Linked DNA regions of Rattus norvegicus: region 2 is linked to region 1. Evidence: chromatin contacts called from public Hi-C data. All regions are on one chromosome and are shown on one strand. Each heading gives the region's core, a stretch centred on a gene start, on an enhancer-like site or on the middle of the called end of the contact. The rest is flanking DNA. Distances are from core to core; before and after follow the strand shown. Region 1 overlaps Epn2 (epsin 2). Region 2 holds the start of Epn2 (epsin 2).

Region 1 (6,258 bases), core at 2,141-4,640:
ACTGCTTTTGCAGAGGACCAGGGCTTGGGTCCGAGCACTCACAACAGCATGCTCACTGTAGTCTGTAACTCCAGTTCCAAGGGATTTGACATCCTCTGGCCTTCTCAGGCATAGGCAACAAAAAAATGGTATACGAAAACAAACTCACATAGCCTTACATATAGACACATACCGTACCAGTAAGAACAGGCAGAGTCCAGAGGCTGCCAGATAAAAATGCCTAGAGACTGTCTTCTGGCAAGTGCACAGCAGGCAAAGCTAAAGGCCTTCTGAACATTCCCCATCACACAAGGGGCTCACAGGGGTTCCCCAAACCAAATGAAACTATAAGGAACATGTCTACTTCCCCTATAAACACAGGCTCCATCCCAGACATGAAGTTTGGTAACCCACATTCCGACTACTTAGCTCCCCAGAGGTATTCTCCCATCAGTCTTGGTTGGGCCCTGCTTTCAAATGGTTGAGAATCAAGGAAAGAAAGTAACAGAGTAGGTGCTCACCACCAGCTTGAGCAGTATAGGAGCAACATAGGGTGGTCAACTTATTGCATCACAACTACCCTTCTTCACAAGGGCGGAACACAACTGGTGGAATAGTTCAGCCGGTAAAAGTGCCTGGAAACAAGCCTGGTGGTCTGAACTCATTCCTCAGGACTTAAATGACAGGAGAACAAACTTCTACTAGTTATCCTCTGACTTCTACACACACACACACACACACACACACACACACACACACACACACACATACACACACACACACACACGAAAATATGAAACAAATCATTCCTCCTGTGGAAGACAAGAAACGCTTAAACACTGCTACATTCCCAGGTCCACCGCAAAATGTCCTGAACCCTGAGCCATTTAATGCACCTCATGCTTTGCCTTTAGTTTATCCCACCTTGAAACAATATACTGGACAGCTATGTCAGATTTCTGAATTTATCATACAAATAAGGTAAAGGTGTGCGTGTCTGTGTGCACCTATGTGTATGCTCACTTTCTGGTGACTAGCTTTAGTTACTACACATTTTATCTGTGACACATAGCTAAAATGTACCTATGAAAAGTCTCACAGACAATCATTCTGGTGGGCCCTGGGTGTGCTCTGTGTGGTTGCCTATTCTTGTATCGCATCTCTTTGTTCTGTGCACACAATGTCAGTTGTTGAGTCACAGATCCCTGCATTTTTAGCAAGTAATGCCAGAACTATTTCCACGCCGGTTCTAATGGTTTATAACCCTCTAAGCAGGACCTATCACCCTGAAGTTGCCTCAAACTTTCTGATGTAACCCAGTTTTTCCATTTGTGCCAAAGTGGTACTTAAGAAGTCTATTTTGCAATAGTTTTATGTTTGCTCTCTCCCTAATAAACATGTATATCTTTTTACACCCTCCTCCTACAAGGTCTTGGTCTTTTATCAGGCATCCTCTAGGGTTTGTCTGCCTAACTAACCTCAGCAGCATGAATTACAGTGCCCATCCATTCCGGCTCAGTCAGATCTTCAGTTGTCCATTACTGGGCTCCTTAAGCCTGTTGCACTGGCCTACTTACGACTCCTTCTCTGCACAGTATTAATCATCTTCACATATATTATGAAAACGATTCTTTTCTCCCTAAACCCGAGTTTCACATACCTCAGGCTCACTGTGTGGCTGACAATAACCTTGAATGTCTTTTTGTGACTGCTTTCCTATTTCAGTTATCTGAGACAGGGTTTCTCTATGTAGCTCTGACCGTCCTGCAACTCAATGTAGACCAGACTGGCAAGATCCGCCTGCCTCTGCCGCCACAGGAAAACCACACATTTGTTTACATCTTTAGTAAGTCCACTTCTAAGGACTTGGTTCTGACAGAGGAATTTCCACAGTATTCTTATCTTTTTAAAAACTTTCCTGATTTATATTTCTTTCCAATAAATCAATATTCCTAAGTGGCCTTGACCTAAAATAGTTGAACCCATACTGTCTAACTTGGTGTCAAGTTTACCTCAGTCTCCAGAAAACAGCAGGAAGTTCTTATTTTGTGTTCTTTAAAGGGAATTTAGATGTTCTGAATGCTAACAGAATTTACCTATAAACTCTGTGTGGACTTAGAAAGAAAGCATTATCTCTCCTTGTATTTTCTTCCTTCATGTGACTCAGGGTAGAACTCCATAGCCCTTTAGTTCTTTTTTGTTGTTTTGTATTTCAAGACAGGGTTTCTCTGTGTAGCCCTGGCTGCTCTGGAACTCACTCTGTAGACCAGGCTGCCCTAGAACTTAAAAGAGATCCGCCTGTCTCAGCCTCCCAAGTGCTGGAATCAAAAGTATGCACTGTGCCCCCCCCCCAGCTTTAACAATGTTTTAGAATCAACAAAAAGATAATTAATTATTAAATATGCATTTAAAAACTATAGTCAAATCTAGTGTGAAAAATATTTCTGCCTCTATTGTTAGTATTACTGTTTATACTGTAAATAATAATAAAGTGCTGTGATTAAAGAAATGCCGCCGCCACCTGGTGCCTTCAAATATGCTTCCGCAATTATCCTCTGAACAAAAGAGGATTTTCTAGGACTGCTGCCTAGGTAGAGACTATGATTTCCTGCAAACACACAGAAGTTGCTACCACTGTCCTCAACACTGGCACTATCCGGTTCCTTCCCTGGACACAGTCTTTCTTTGCTCACACAATACTGGAATAAGCTGCCTGAGTATTCTTCAGCTTCCTGAATAGTAACGTTTATAATGTTCTTCTGGCTCATTATCTCCTTCTAAATGAACTCTTCAGAAACCCCAAAAGTCATTGAGCTAGAAGAGATAGCCACACAGCTTCCATGCTTAGCCTGGCCACTGACTCCCTATGCTCCTTGAACACACCAAAGAAACTCTGCCTTCTGTCACAAGCCCCACTGAACCTGTTTCTTGCCCTGGTCACTCTGGAATCCTCCACTTACCATTCATCTAACCAGGGGTCTTTTCCTGATTGAATTCCCTATGGTAGAAGAGTGAATAATTCTAGCCCCAATTCTAGCCATGGAGGAACACCCGACAAGACTGGGATGTATCAGGACTCAGAGAACAGGGACTTGTCAGTCTTAGAAGCTAAGGACTGTTCTCTGAGATCTGAAAAAGAACTCCATTCCCCTGGACAGCTCCTGTGAAGTAGGACACTCCATGGGTGTTAAAGATGCCCCCATCATTAGTCTTTCAAGCACACAACTTTATGCCCACAGGGCTCTAAAATGCCAAAGGACCTACTTGGGTCCTACTCAGATACTGCAGTCACTATCCCCATACCCATGTGACTTCTGGTCTGACAAGGCTACTGGCTAGTATAGTGCAGCATGAGGGGGAATAAATGCAGCCTTCACTTCTCCCTAGGCTTGTTGCAGTGACACACCCAAGAGCTGTGAGCTAGCTAGATGAAGCAAGAAGCAAATCAAGAGGCACTCTCAAATCGCACTTTTCCTGTTCTCATGTCCTGCCAACTCCTACTTGGCCTTTCTGTCTCTAATGTTGCCAGAATTATTAGGTTTCTAAACCTTCCAGAAACAACTATCTCCCTGAGAACTACCACTAACCTTCTACCCCAAGCCTTCTAGTTTCCCTATGGGCCTGGAACTATGCTTCCAGATCCTCTACTAGCTGTGGGATGCTTTGCCAGGACTGTGACCCTGGCCTCAGTTGGATTCACACTACAGTACAGGAATGGTGCCTCATCAGGCATGGCTCTGTCCCAACTGGAGAGAGTATTATGGTAAAAATTCTTTGCCAGGGAGAAGGCTGGGCAAGAAGCCAGAATAGCTGTGGTATGATGACACAGAGATCCCAGGACCAATGCCATATGGGAGTCCTAGGGACTCAGCATGCCTTCCTGCTCTCCCCACTACTCACTGATGCCTTACAGGCTCATATAACAAACATTCCACTGCAAGGCCCACTGTTCTCTCAGCTAGATGTACTTGAGGGACACAGGCTGGGGAGACCTCACTGTCCTGTGGTCCCTGGCAACACCGAGCATCAGTGCCTTTCAGAAGACTGTTGCGGTCTTTCTTCTTGCCCCCATAAGGAGGCACATCCTACCATATCCAGCCCCTACTGCCCTTTTTTAAATGAAAACCTTAATGCTCCATGGGAGAGTTTTCCCCTCACCCACTCCCACAGTTTAAGGGAGTCAGATATTGCCTTGACAACCAGGGAGAATACTCATGGCTAAAATAAATCTCAACTCCCAAAAGTCATATATGATCTACAGAGTGAGCTTCCCTACTCCCTAGGCCTTGGGGACAGAACATGCAGTTAGCCTTCCAGGGAGCCACCAGGCATGTAAGAGAGCACTGTCTCAGACAATACAGCACAATTCCCACCCTGCAGGGCTCTCATACAGTGACCTCGATTCTAAGTGCCTGTGCTCTCTCTCCACAGGTGCTCCTTTTACTCTATACCATGCTGGCATCAGGACTGGAGGGAACAAAGAAATCTAGAGCTACAGGTACAGACATGAAGAGCCACTCTCATGGCCACACTCAAGAGTCTACACAGGAAGTACCTCAAGGGCTTAAGACTCAGTGGGATACTAGGGACAAAGGGTGTGGGACCATGGTTGTCCTTAGAAAACCCCTGGAGACTTTAGTAAAATATTACACTGTCTCCCTAAGCACACAGATTCTGGGAAGACCTAATAAAGATATTTAGTGGGTCTATTATGAGGTAAATAGGAAGCCAGAATGCATGCAAATCTAAGCTCCTAATGCAATCAAGAGCCCTGCACACAAGCCCCTCTAATGCAAGAGCCACCTACTCAAACACATAATAACCTAGGCTTCCTGCATAGTTGTCTTATTCTACCCTATCAATTTGGTTAGCATTCCTTCAGCCAAGCCCTGGGATGGTCCCTGCCTCTAAGAAGAAACAAGCCATTGTACCAACCTGAAGACAACAGGAAGCCAAGAGCAAGAACAAAGGGTAAGGGGGGATTCTGAGAATAAGATGACCACACCTCCACATATAGACACCCAACCCATGTCTTTAAGAAGAGTGGAGCTGGAGAGATAACTCAGTGTCTCGGGTACTTGACTCTCTTCCAGAGGACAGAATTTGGTTCCCAGAACCCACAGCAGGTGGCTCACAACCTATACTTCCAGCTCCAGGGAATCCAATGCCTTCTTCTGGCTTCCGCAGGCACCCCTACACTTGTGGCATACACAAACAAATAAAAATGAAATCTTTATAGAAGTTTCTCATGCAGAATAAGACAATACAAAGATTTGGAGGAGGATGAGAGGACAGGCTGCCTACACCTCACAGTCCAAGTCCTAGAGCTTACCCCAGCTACCCACCACCAGTCTGCACACCTGCAACACTCCTCCTAAGCCAGCAGCACGCAGAGCCAGTGGGAACAAAGTAGTCAAACTCAGAGCTCTGAACAGAGAATGAAATGCAGGCACAGCTCAAACCCTTGCCCATCTCAAATGACACAGATCATCAGGGTCAAACAGTTAAACCCAGGGCTGGGGATTTGGCTCAGTGGCAGAGCGCTTGCCTAGGAAGCGCAAGGCCCTGGGTTTGGTCCCCAGCTCCGAAAAAACGAACCAAAAAAAAAAAAAAAAAAAAAAAAAAGAAAACCAGTTAAACCCAAATGAGCTGTCAGGTTTCCATTCTACAAGTAATGCTGGGGTCCAAGGTGTGTGTAACAAGGACTCTGAAAGCTGATGGGCTGAATTTAGTGAAAGATAAAAAGAACACCATAGACACAAGTCGGTAGTCCTGTAGCCAGTAGAGTTTGTGAAGAGAGTGCCCTTACCCCTAACTCCACAGGAAAGTAGCAGGCACAGGAGAGAAAGGGCAATGAGGCCATTACAAGGCTCTTCTATACCTTCAGGGTCTGGCATCACTAGGTCCTGCCGTGTCACACACCCAGTAAATAAAGGCTTATTTAAAGCTCAAATGAGTAGAAGGGAGAATGGAACTAAGTTCAGAGAGACAGCAGCTTCCGCCTCCTCTGTAGGTCCATTCACATAGAGCCCAGAGGATGAATGAATATTCATGAGCATAGCACAGCCGCAGTCACAGTCCATACTGGGGTCAGCAAGAAGCCAGAGCACACCTGCTACCGCCAGGCGGAACTTACGCTCAGTCCTGGCCTTGGCTCTGGTAGGTGGGTAGACAGTAAGGGGGACAAACCAGCCAAGGCCTTCTGAATTACGAGGCTGTGAGGCCTCTTCAGACCAGGTGGCAGCTTTGTGTATGTAGAACAGAGGAGGAAGTGCCCCG
Region 2 (6,258 bases), core at 1,901-4,400, 53 kb after region 1:
CACTGCATTCCAGGGCAGCCAGAGCTAAATAAGCAGTGAATGACTTATCAGAATGTTTGTCAGCTGGAGGCTCGATACATCTCAATAGCAGAGTTCTTTGCTTAGCAAGTGTGAAGCCTTAAATTCAATTCCCAACACTGCACAGGAAAAAAAAAAGAAAGTGATCCACTGGACAGTCATTTCCCGATACAAATGGTGAACAGTAGTGGTTTGTGTAGGAGCAAGTTTAAAAAGTGGGACTTGTACAGAATCATAGAAACATCACCCTGGCCCGCAGGACTACTTATTAATAGACCTGAGTACTACTGTATGTCACAGACTGAACCAAGCCTTGGAAATCCAAAGAAAGACAAGGCAACCCTGGTCTCAAAGATGTCAGTCTCAAAATGCCCAGAGTACTCTAACAAACCCTGTGTGGAGGGGAGGCGAGTAGAGGAAGACGGGCCCAAAGATTGGTAGTTGGCAAAGGCTTGACAGAGAGGCAAGCTTAAACCCAAATAAACTTAACCAGCAGACCAAGGGCCAAGCATGGCAACCCATGCCCTGTAATTCAATCCCTGGAGAGGGTGAGGCAGGAGAATCAAATTCCAGACCAACCTGGGTTACACAGTGAGACCCTTTGGGGAATGAGTTCTCTGAGTATCGCTCAGTGTCACCAGGTGCTCATGGCAGTCAATCACACCCCATGCACAGGACAGGACAGCTTTGCACACAGTGGACAACTGAGTGAAATTCATTCTTTCCATGATTTAGTCCACAAAGAACTCAAAAGTTGCCACTATTAATTACATTTAAAACGTCCTTTAACTTCTAGAAATAATAATAATAATAATAATAGCACAAACCATTAAAATAAGTCAGATTCTCCAAAACTTTTCGACTACTTTCACAGGACTCTTATCAGAACCTCCACTCTTGGGAAATCTATTCCTCATTATGAAAGATTACATAAGAGGCAGTCATATTTCCAGATAGGTTCTACAAAGGACGGGCCGTTTTTCAGGACTACAAACACCATGCCAGGTATTATCACTTAGAAGTGATACACCTGGGCTAGAGAGAATGCTAAGCAGTTAAGAGCACAGACTTTTTTAAAGAACCAGAGCTCACTTCCCAGAACCCCCATCAGACAGCTCCCAACTAAATATACTCCAGCTGCAGGGAACAGGACAACTTCTGCACTCACAGGGCACCTACACTATACACTGCCCTCTCAGCCACACGCATACAATTTTTTTTAAGTTTCCCGTTTCTTTGTTACTCAGATGTTTGGCACCATACACCCCGCAGGGAAAGGAGATCAACACTGCCCCCATCCTTCTACCTCAGAGCTCAGGGAGAAATCCAAATACCCCACAAAATTACTCAAACTCAGCCCATGTGGTACAGTACTTTGCAATTAATGTTTACAAAACAACAGCCCAGTCACATAGTTACAGATAACTAGCTTAACTTTAAAACTAGGAAAACCAAACTTTAAAGTCACAAAAGCAGTCTGGGTGTGGTGGCCTTTAATATCTCCACCCAGATGAGGGTGGATCTCGGTGCATTCAAGGCCAGACTGACAACCTAGTGAGACTCTGTCATAAAACATAACAAAAGCAAACATACAAATAAAAAATGAGACCTACAGGTGTTCCCCAACACAGTCATTAATCACGAACACCCTTCAGAAGCAAGCTGCAGTTCTTCCCATGCTCATTTAAATACAGACAAGAGCTTCATTACCAACAAGATATAGATGGAAGGCTTAATTACCAACGCAAAGCCGATCACTGTGGATCCAGTATCTACCGCTATCACTCTATCTCTAGAGTTACAAGACCACGAAGTTCCCGTTAAGTCTTCGTTATATTACATAATAATGGGGATGTCGATCCTAGAAATTCACCTTTTTCATTTCAACCCCATTTCAATCCCTTCTTCCACGGGTTATTTTCTTGAGTATGCAGAAGAATTCACACATCTTTCTCATCTTTCTTTACCCATTTTCTTGTATGAATGTTAAAAATAACAGGCAAGCGACTTGGGGAATCCTTAACGTTGAAGGAATCCTTAAGTGTCCCGGAGTTGGGGCTTCCAGCTGTGTCAGACACCCTATCCCTAGATGACCTTGGGCAAACTAACACATTTTTTGGGCCTTAGTTTCCCTAGTCAAAAATCACAAGAATGGCTAAATCCTATCCTTCCTGAAACAGACTTCAAATGCGTTCCCAAGGCAGCACTAAAGTGAAGAGGCCGCTGGGAAGGACTGAGGCCCCAGACCAAGGAACGAACTTGTACCGACCAACCTAAGGTTTCTAGGGAGCTCAGACGGTCTGCTCCCCCTGCAAAACCACTGGGCCAACTTCAGGTTGCAAACAAAAACCTGTTGGCCCGGACTCCTCTAGGAATGGCCTGCCTCTCCCAACGCGCTCGGCTCGCGCTCGGACGGAGCCGGCCCGCCGGCCCACAGGAGAGCGAGGGTCTCCCGGAAGAGGCCGACCCCACGCGCGGCTCGCCCACCCGGACTCGCCCAACAGGGCCGCCAGGTCTCTGCCATCCCACGCGGAACAAAAGGCAGCTGGAGCCTGGCTTCGCCGCCCCCGTCCCCGCTGTGCTGTGGAGTGGGGGCCGGGTAGGGGAATCCAGTCCCGGGGGCGAGAAAGACGTGGGTAAGGGAACCCCTTCCCCCGGTCCCCTGGGGAAGGCCGGCCGACTCGGACCCGGGTGAGCCGGGGGAAGAGCATGCTCTGGGGAGGGGCGGGGTTGTTCCAAACTGAAGGCTCGGGAGATGAGGTGTGAGGCGAAGACAGGAGCCGAGGCTGGGAGGCAAACGTCCTCTCTCAGCTCAGAGCGGGCTCAGGTGGGGCGGAGCCTGGCTGAGCAGTCCAGCCGGGTGGGGTCCGGCTGGCCGCACAGTGCACGCCCCGGCCAACGAGGGGGAAGCCGGTGCTCTAGGGGAGTCCACGCACTGGAAAGAAGGTCCGCGCCCCGCCCCGTCCCGACTCCCGAGACACCACCACATCAAGCCCCGCGAGTCCCGGCTCACCTCTGTTCCCGGCCAGCGCGAGTGCAAGGCTGCAGCCGCCGGCGACGCTGGAGAGGCGGGAGCGACCCGAGCCCGTGCAGCGTTTGACACCCACACGCCAGCCAACATGGCGGCCGAGAGGGGGCGCGCCGGCAGCGAGCGCGCGCGCGCAAGCCCCTCCCTCTGAGCTCTAAGGCTCCTCCCACACGCCCACTGGCTCCGCCCTTCTTAGCTCCTAGGCTCCGCCTCTAAACCGGTCCGCCCCTCCCACAGATGCCCCCAAGGCTGCCTCTAAATAGCTCCTGCTACTACGCAAACCTAAACAAATTTATGAAGCCATAACTCAGAGTCCTACACATTCCCCCCGACCTCTACAATTCCCCAGGGCATACATAACTACCTTAACCTTCAATCCATGCTCCTCCCTTAAATCCTCAAAGAACCCCGCCTAGCCTGCTCAGAACCATGGCCACTTAGTCTTTCTACTTGCACATGGAAAATGTGCAATGGAAGCTGAGACAGGAAGGAGGCCAGGTGCTGGACAGGGTTGATTTATTTAGCTACAAGTACGTTCACTTCGTGGAGATTAATTTTTATGCATATTTCAGATTTGTGTGCTTTGCCTGTGTGTGCATTTCCATAAAAATGTTGAGTCTAGAACTTGGCAGCCCAAGTGGTTGAACCCTCGGAATTTAGCAGCCCCAACTGCAAGCCTACAGTCTCACTCTTAGGTACCCAACAAAGCAATGTAGGGTCACATGCCAAACTATGGGGGGCACACAGAAACAGGCCAGAGATGAGAGCAGAGCCTATCAGGAAGACAAGCAGGGTCCTGACTCCCCTGAGGGAGGATCTCAGAAGGGTCAGAACTGAAGGCTAAACCCCAAAGCTGATAGCAGACAGCCCTCATAACAGGGCCTAGGACATGAATCAAGGCTCAAGAGGAAGGTACAAGGTACCATTTCAGTTGTTTGAATATGCTTGGCCCAGGGAGTGGCACTATTAGGAGACTTGGCCTTGTTGGGGGTGGGGGTGGCCTTGGAGAAAGTGTGTCACTGTGGGAGTGGACTTTGAGACACATCTCCCAGCTGCCTTGAAGCCAGTCTTCTGTTGGCCTTCAATTTAAGAAGTAAAACTCTCAGCTTCTTGAGCATTATGCCTGCCTGGACTGTGCCCTGCTTCCTGCCATGATGATAATAGACTGAACCTCTGAACCTGTAAGCCAGCTCCAACTAAATGTTGTTCTTATAAGAGTTGCCTTGGTGGGTTGGGGATTTAGCTCAGTGGTAGAGCGCTTGCCTAGCAAGCGCAAGGCCCTGGGCTCAGTCCCCAGCTCCGAAAAAAAAAAAAAAGAAAAAAGAAAAAAAAAGAGTTGCCTTGGTCATGGTATCTCTTCACAGCGATGCAAACTCTAAGACAACTTCTATTACCAATCTGCTCCCCAAATTTTCATCCTGCCTTTGCTCACTGAAGGAGAGTTTGCAGGTCATTGTACTTCTCAGAACCACACATACATTTTTCCTATAAAGAACTCACAAATTCACGTTTTAAAAAAAGTCACATGGGTCTCAAAAGCAGGGAATGTAGAATCCTTTTCTCTGCCCACCATATAATAAAGCTGGAAGCCACCCCTAACACATTTGCAAGCTCACGTGGTCACTTTTCTTTTGAAAGTCTAACTTGAGAACATTCTGGATGCTGGAAGCCCTGACCCATAATTTACTGCTACAGTGGGTGCCTGGATTAATAAATGAAATCACACATTATGTACCTACTTTGCTGTGAGAACTATAGTTCCATTTGAACTGGCCCATCTGGTGGGGAAAATGTGTCTGTGATTTATCCCCACCTTATCACAAATTAACAGCCAACTCGCCTGTAACAAAAGACCAGTTAAAGAAAGTGGGCAAAAGGGGTTGGGGATTTAGCTCAGTGGTAGAGCGCTTGCCTACGAAGCGCAAGGCCCTGGGTTCGGTCCCCAGCTCAAAAAAAAGAACAAAAAAAAAAAAAAAAGAAAAGAAAGAAAGAAAGAAAGAAAGTGGGCAAAATACAGCTGATTTGATGAAGGATGTGATTAGACCGAACAGGGTGGCGCTACAATAAGAGAAGAGACCAGAGAGGTTTGCCTGTTCTGAATCTTAACTTCCCTTTATGGTATGTCTTTCTAGATGCAAGCAGAACCCATTCTGATTGCAAGGTCTGGTGACTGAAGGCTAACTGAGAGACCTTCTCCATGGCCAAAACAGAAAGATTGTCTGGGGATTATGGCTGGCTTTGGTGGAGAGGAATTCTAGTTCCTATGGCTTGCCTTGAGGGCTGAAATGCTGTAGGATATAGAAAGGCAGGAAAGGGTCACAAAGAGACTTTGCCGGCAACACATTTCTTATTAACGTCTTTCAGTTCAAAGGACTCTGCATGTCAAATGACACAGTTTGGGATGTCACTTCTGAGCCCTAATGACCTCATTATGGAGAATGGAGTTTAGAGAAGAGAACTGTCTTTAAATGATGAGGCCCTGCCCCATTTACAACTCCAGACTGACAGTGACAGCAGCCTGGCAAGGGTGAAGACAGCTCCATGCTCTGAACAGCCTGGAAGATTCTCCTCAGAGGCTTCCACTGAGGTGAAGCCGAGACACACGAGAAAGGGCAAGTTCGGAGAACAAAGGGGAAGAGAGGAGCCCCTCACTCTAGAGTTTGAATGAAATCTTTTGCCAGCTAAGAACCAAGAGTTCCACCACAATTAAGAATAATTAATACTATTTCCTGCGAAGGTTCACAACATAAAGTATTCATTTTTATAAAGAAACATTTTCGGGGTTGGGGATTTAGCTCAGCTGGGTTCGGTTCCCAGCTCCGAAAAAAAGAAACATTTTCAAATACAAGTGTCAAATGAGGTTGGGAGTGGTGGTGCACACCTTTAATTCCAGCACTTTTCAAGCAGAAGCAAATGGACCTCTGTGAGTTTGAGGTCAGCCTGGTCTGTGTAGTGAGTTCCAGGTCACCAAGGTTATATCATGAGAAAGAAAAAGAGAGAAGACTTAGAGAATGTTAATGTAATAATAAACCAGGCTTTATCCCTGAGTGAATATGACCTGAGTCAGGGCTTATACTTCTCCCAAACTTTGTTTACAATGAAGATAACTTCCTCCTCACTTCCTGCCTCCCAGGGATCTATTACCTTAGCAACTGCAACCCTATCTGATATTCCTCAGAAACCCTCCTAGGATTTCATTCAAATTCTTTAGC

The links. A called contact is a pair of places that touch in the nucleus more often than the background predicts.
Region 2: a contact with region 1 is called in a Hi-C map of Schwann cells, with 2.3 times the contacts expected there. The contact joins the promoter of Epn2 here to the enhancer-like site in region 1. A contact is called at or near these places in 7 of 12 Hi-C or Micro-C datasets (the A7r5 cell line, Schwann cells, frontal cortex and 3 more) and 1 of 1 datasets of contacts at active chromatin or transcription factors (oligodendrocytes).

Annotation. Positions count from the first base shown.
Region 1 is chr10:46,703,026-46,709,283 of GRCr8, forward strand. The region is part of intron 7 of Epn2 (epsin 2); the gene reads right to left. Among named protein-coding and RNA genes, the nearest start is that of B9d1, 20 kb to the left of the region's middle. Within about 2 kb of position 3,391, at least 47 of the 93 cell types and tissues checked have an H3K27ac peak or open chromatin away from gene starts, as enhancers often do. A contact at or near this core is called in the A7r5 cell line and Schwann cells, where this site is marked.
Region 2 is chr10:46,755,942-46,762,199 of GRCr8, forward strand. It overlaps Epn2 (epsin 2), which reads right to left and starts at 3,151. Exons shown (of 11, transcript NM_001305628.1): 1 at 3,032-3,151.